Regions from separate parts of the Sus scrofa genome. Here region 2 is linked to region 1. Evidence: chromatin contacts called from public Hi-C data. All regions are on one chromosome and are shown on one strand. Each heading gives the region's core, a stretch centred on a gene start, on an enhancer-like site or on the middle of the called end of the contact. The rest is flanking DNA. Distances are from core to core; before and after follow the strand shown.

Region 1 (3,176 bases), core at 340-2,839:
ACCACAGCTCAGGGCAACACTGGATCATTAACCCACTGAGCAGGGCCAGGAAGCAAATCGTCATCCTCATGGATACTAGTCGGGTTTGTTACTTCTGAGCCACAAAAGGAACTCACTGGAGCTGATTTTTTGATTCAATCAGTAGGCATCTTATTTGGAAAATACAGACTGTCTCACAGTGCCTCCTTAAAGCTGTATTCTGACCTGAAAGCACACTTTGTACTTCTCGTTATTTATCACTTTCTAACTCTAGATTATAAGTATTTATTTACATGTCTAATTTTGCTTTTATACTTGAATATCCTGAAAATATCTCACTCATTTGTATGGCCCACAAGTACCAGCACAGTGTTTAATTATAATCTGTTGAAATAAAATGAAGCATATAAAGTTGGCTTGCCTCCAAGAACATCAATAGCTCCCCTTAGCATGGCATGAAAGGTCGTTTTTGATCAGGCCCTGGTCTTTGGCTAAGTCTCATCCACTGTCATTCTCTTCTACCCTCCAACTTCCATAAGCTCTAGCCACTCTGGCCCAGCTGCTGTTCACTCCTTTACTTTGTATGTCTTCTTCCCTCAATGCAAGCTACCCTTTTGATGGTATGGCAAACTCCTCACCATCTTCAAGCCATAGTTCAGACTTGTTTGTTTTGTCTTCCCTCAACAACCTTTTAAACTTCAGGAGAGTACGGGCCTGGTAGGTCTTGCTCACTGCTGTCTCTCCAGTGTATGAATGCAGATTGGGGGAATGAAGAAGCATATTAATATATAAATTGAAGTTTTGATTATTTCAAAGGCAGCAGGAACCCACAAAAGGATACTAAGCATTAAACGGTAATGAACAGGTTTTTGTTTCAGAAAATCACTATCATTGCTGACTGTGATGGTGGGAGTGGAGTTGGGAGGATTGGAAAAAGCAAGACTGGCCCTAAGAAATAAGATAGAATAAGCAAAAATGATGAAGGCCTGATTTGAGGTAGCATCAGTGAGGTTGGGAGGAGGAGAGGGATTTGAGAAAGACATGAGAGACAGAACAGCATGAATTAATGAAGTATTGGATGTTGTAATTGAGGTTGATAGGGAGTGAAGGATAAGTCCAGGTTTTTGGCTTCAAGATTCCATAGCTGCTAGTGATGTCTGGAACTATTATACAGTATTATATTTGTTTGTTTACCTGTCGATCACTCCCTACTTAGTGAGAAAGGGACCTTGCTAAAAAGTCTTTTTTATTAGCAGCGTTAGAAGGAGGCATGTAATAATTCAATGAATGGGTGAATACGCTGAAAATACTAAACAGATTATACGATTCAATAAGAGGCATGGCGATAGCAGAATCTAAGTATACCGTGCTCTGCGGGGTGTATCAACACCGCGAGGAAAACAACAGGTAACCGGCCACTAAGTTGCATTCTGCCTAATGCACAACTAGTAAGCTGACAATAAAGTTTATTTGAGCGTCGACGTGCCTCAACGTGGCCCCGCCTCCCCAACCGGAGCTACGATTGGTGGGCATTGGCCGGCGGCTGCCGATCCTAAAGCCAGGATTGGCTAAGGCCGCCGTCATTTCGGAGCGTCCCGGCTCCCGACGCCCTCTCGCCGCGTCGTCGGTGCCTGCGCCGCTCGCTCTTCCTCGGTTCTCCCCTCCCGGCTGAAGACCGGGGACCGGAGCGAGCAGACTGGGACCATGTTCCGACGCAAGCTGACGGCCCTCGACTACCACAATCCTGCTGGCTTCAACTGCAAAGGTGAGGCGGCGGCCTTGGGCCGGCCGCGTGTCAGTGACCCCGCGGGCCACCGCTCCCTCGGCGCCGGCATCCGGGCACGCTACCCGGGCCGTTCGCGGCCTTGTCTCCCCGGGACTTATCTTCTCCCACCCGCCGGGCACCTGAAGCTTCCTTGGCTTCAGAGCCCCGTCACCCGTTCTTTGTGTCCTTGCTAAACTCCGGACACCACTCTCACCTCCTGCCCGCACCCTCAGCTCTCTAGAGGGAAAGTCTTTTTTTCTCTTAGCCCTCAATGCGCTGGTTGCCGGGTCACAGGGTGACGCCGTGAGCACCTGCTGGGGGCCAGCGCAGTGCTGGAATCCGAGGAAGATGCGGCGTAACTTGAACACCAGTTAGTTCACTGCCTGCCAGGAACTAAGGGGTCGGGGTGGGCAGTGAGAACCCACCGAGCAGTTTGAGCTCAAATGTTAATGAGGTCCTGGGCTGGCAGTGTTGGGATACACGCGTATAATAACGGGCTAATTACAGTGTGTGGGTCGTGCAAAAAAAGTTAGCAGCAGCTGAATGGGGCGGTTGAATTGTAAATACGAAGGTATTTGGGATTTCACAGTGTTAAAATTGTAGAAGAAAAAAAAGTATTAAGATTGCTACCCCACTGTTACACAGCTACTACCCACCACTACTTGTTTTTTTTCCAGAATTCTTAGCCTGTAGTAGACTAGTAAGTTTGAAAGTGTTCAAGTACAACCTGGCATGTTCAGAAGATGGTGAAATTCTCAAGACTTCATAATTTGAATTCCAGCTTGAATTTTGAAATTGAAAATAATTTCCAAGCAGTCTAACAGTGTTTTGTTGATCTCCTGTAGAAGCATGTCAATTTATAGACTCTTGTTTTTCTACTTTGCCTTTTATTTAACAAAAAAGGTTCAAGGCAGTAGAGCTTAGAGCTGGATTTCAAATCTTTGAGCCTCAATTTTCACACTTGTGCGATAAGGATATTCCTACCGCAAGAGAATGTGAGGTACATGAACACCTATGAACTTTTTCATGAATGGTTTTAATATGCTGTAATAGTAAACAGTAGTAGTTGACTGTATCGCCTTTGTATTTATCATTTAATTTGACATCCCCCCCCCCTTCTTTTTACTGCTGCATCTGTGGCATATGGAAGTTCCCAGGCTAGCTGTTGAATCAGAGCTGCAGCTACCAGCCTACACCACAGCCACGGCAATACCAGATCTGAGCCACATCTGCAGCCTATGCCTCAGGTTGTGCCAATGCTGGATCCTTAATCCACTGAGCAAGGCCAGGGATTGAATCGAATCTTCACAAAAACGTCAGGTCTTAACCTGTTGAGCCACATGGGAAAACCATCCTTTAATTTCTTGTACTTTATTATTGCTGTAAATTTAATGTTTTCCAATTCTTCCTCCTCCCTTCCCCAAAGGAACTT
Region 2 (3,176 bases), core at 316-2,815, 92 kb after region 1:
GGCTCCTCATAGGCGCCCACCCGCTCCCAGGTGGCCAGAAAGGCGTGGGTGGGGACGAAGTGCGCTGCCGAACGCGGGAAGCCAGTGCGCACATAGCGAGCAGCCAGGCTCAGAACATCTGGAGAGGTGTCCTCGCGGTACAGCACCCGGCCCCTGCCGTGACTTGTGTCGATGTCGGCCAGGAAGGGGGCGATGGCCGGGAAGTCTGTGGGGAAATCGTCGTCCACATACTGGGTCTCCCTAGGGAAGTCCTGGGTGGAGATGATGCCGTTGGTGCCCACCTAGGGGATGATGAGGGGGACAAAAAGGTGACGGTCGCGTATGTTGTAGGAAGCCCAAGGGCGGCCACCACAGGTCGGTACACCCGGCCTCCGCAAGGAGGGAAGGGAACCGCCCCGGGCATGAAGCGCCCTCTTCCCCATCGGCTGGAAACTCTTCTCCTGGTTCAGAGCGACCAGCGCAACTTCAGCCATCGTCCCACCCACCACCCCTACCCCATAAGCGCATGGCAATAGGTCCAGGAGCCCTAAAACCGGATCACCTATCTTCTCTCTTCCCGCACAACCCTGGAAAAAAAGCTCCAGGTCCGAGGAGGGAACACCCAGCTCGGCAGATGTTCACAGCTTTCTCGCTGCCCTAATTGGAAACCCTACTGGCCTCTTTAGCAGCTCCACCTGGGACGCTAATGCCGCTGCGAACAATTCTTCCTCTCTTGAAGCAAGAAACAGCGGATCCTGAAAAGCATCGATGCAAAGCCAGGTCCCACCCTAAGGACGCTCCAAGACCGACGGCCTTGCGGACTATTTCCTCCCTTCAGAAGGCAGGGGTTCGGTGAGATCCACGCTACACTGACCCCTGAGCAGAAGCTGCAAGAAATATGCCGCGTCCCTTACCAGGATGAAGCTCAACTTACATAGAGGTCGCTAAATTGGGCATCGTAGAAGCGCAGGGGAAGAGCCAGCTTCACCGCGGCTGAGCTTTCGTCGTCGCCTTCCTGCAGGAGTTGGTCCCCCAGCGACTGCCCGTAAGGGAATAGCTCGTCCGGCTGCAGCGCCACGGCTCGGGACAGCAGCAGTAGCAGCAGCAGCGGCGGCGCCCGCAGAGCTGGCCGCCTGGCCCCCCGGTACCCCCGCATGCTCGTTCGGCCCTGGGCTGCCCGGCGGCACAGCACTTCCCAGCCTGGCCTGCCAGCCCACTAGCCGAGCCGCGCCGGCCTCCAACCTGGATCACCGCGGGCGCCAGGGCGAGGCGGGACTTTAAGCCCGCCCTAGCCTGATTGGCCTCGTCCCTGAGCCTGGGACCAATTGCCGGCTCTGAGAAAGTTCGACAGCAGCCGCCACATCTGGTTCTCGTTAAAAGTTTTCTAAGGCAGCGGTCAACCGAGTGGCTGGACTGCAGAGGTGAAAGCCCCTGGCCCGTGCTTGGAACTACGCCTTCTCCTCCGCTTCCGCTCCCCAAAAGCTCAAGGGGTCACCTTCACCCCACCAGTGGAAGCCGGCCAGGGGTCCCGCCGAGACCCTCCCCCGGACCAAGTGGCCCGCACTGTCCGAAGGCAGCAGCGCTGCAGATGACCTCAGTGTGAAGGGGCACCCCGCGGCAGTGTGTACAGCTGCTAGCTGGCACGATGTGTCCCGCGCAGGCGAACAGGGCGAAGCTGGCGAGGTTTACGGTTTGAGCCCTGCCCTGGGGTCCCTGGCCGAGAAGCAAAAGTCAATGTCGCAGCCTCAGCTTCCTCGCCCGCTCCACTCAGAGACGCGATGCGGAGAAGCACGTTTGTATGGAGCCGGGAGTGGGGAGTCGGGGAGTGGGGTGGGTGGGGGGAGCGTAGCTGACTCCGAAATTCTATACCCCTCCCGAAGGCCGCCTCCAAGGAGGACTGGGCCACTGGGCCAAAATGCCTGCCAGTCCCAGTCAAGAGAGTTATTTACCTTCCCCGGGGAAAACCGCGCCCGGAGAAGCAATGAAACACGACTATGTGATGGGCTGTTTGGGGCGTGGAATGAGGCATCCGGTTTGGACACCAAGCAGAAATGGGCCACGGCGCCACGGTGGAGGGACTCTGGGTCTCTAGCCCCACTGTCTGTGGACATCTGAGCGGCCCGTGACCGCAGCCGCAGAGGTGGTAATCCGAGCTCTCTGCGGGACTGGAAACCACACAACCTCCAAACCAGATGCCACGGTGTGGGGGAACCCCATGCACCATAAACATCCTCACTGCCAAGAGCCAGAAGCCGGACTAGATTTTATTACCAATTTTATTATCAAGAGATTGAAATTTCCCAGATAGTCTGTTTTCTCACTCAGGCCCCACATAGGGTCCTAGGAAGCAAAGGTATTTAAAAGAAGGGAAAGGCAAACCCTTGGAAATGCCTTAAGGGACTCTCAAAAGACAGATTTTTTTTGTGGGTGTTTATTCTAGTTATATAAACCCTTACCAGCCCACAGGGCCAACCTCTAAAATCTTGTAAAGATCAGACTGTGAGATTCATGAAATCAACAAAAAAAGGAAAACTGGCCCAAAGCAGTTTGCTTCCTCGGACTGTGGAGACCTGCACATTTGGTGTTCCAAAAATGTATTTGTTTTTGCATATATGTTCTCATTTAGAGATATTTTCATTGTAATGAGGAGGAAATGGAAGCTCAAAATCATTAAGTGGCTTGATTTGCCCAAGATCACCTAGAGTTACTCCTTGCTATGAAATCATTCACCCACTTTCTGTAGCTTTTGTAAACCTCTCAACTGAGAATAATAATTGCTAACATGTATGTAGTGGTAATGAGCCATAGGTTAGTGGGTCAGGCAGACCCTTAGATCCCCTCCTGTGGGATCATCCATTTCCTCTTGTTCATTCCCTTGTAATCCCCCACCCTGGAGTGTAGGCTGGCCTAGTGACTTCCAAACCATAGAATGTGGCAATAACAGTGAGAAATATTTCAATGATTAGGCTAAATCGTCTTGCTAGCAGACTCTCTCACTGGGTTTGATGAAGAAAGCCATTATATTGGGAAGGTCCAAGTGGCAAGGAGCTGAGGGCAGCCTTTGGCCAATATCCAGCAAGGCACTGAATTCTGCCAACAATCATGTATGTGAGCTTGGAAGTGGATCCTTCCCCAGACATGTCATGAGACGACATCTTAGCTCTGGCTGACACTTTGATGGCAGCCTTGTGGGAGAC

The links. Hi-C and Micro-C count contacts between places; a contact is called where the count stands out from the background.
Region 2: a Hi-C map of skeletal muscle shows a contact between it and region 1, with 4 times the contacts expected there. The contact joins the promoter of NID2 here to the promoter of C1H14orf166 in region 1. A contact is called at or near these places in 6 of 47 Hi-C or Micro-C datasets (adipose tissue, embryonic fibroblasts, heart right ventricle and 2 more) and 1 of 2 datasets of contacts at active chromatin or transcription factors (skeletal muscle).

Annotation. Positions count from the first base shown.
Region 1 is chr1:181,679,779-181,682,954 of Sscrofa11.1, forward strand. C1H14orf166 (chromosome 1 open reading frame, human C14orf166) reads left to right here and starts at 1,590. Exons shown (of 8, transcript NM_001243494.1): 1 at 1,590-1,744. The coding sequence starts at 1,684.
Region 2 is chr1:181,771,519-181,774,694 of Sscrofa11.1, forward strand. NID2 (nidogen-2) reads right to left here and starts at 1,566. Exons shown (of 20, transcript XM_021101930.1): 1 at 914-1,566; 2 at 1-281. The coding sequence starts at 1,135.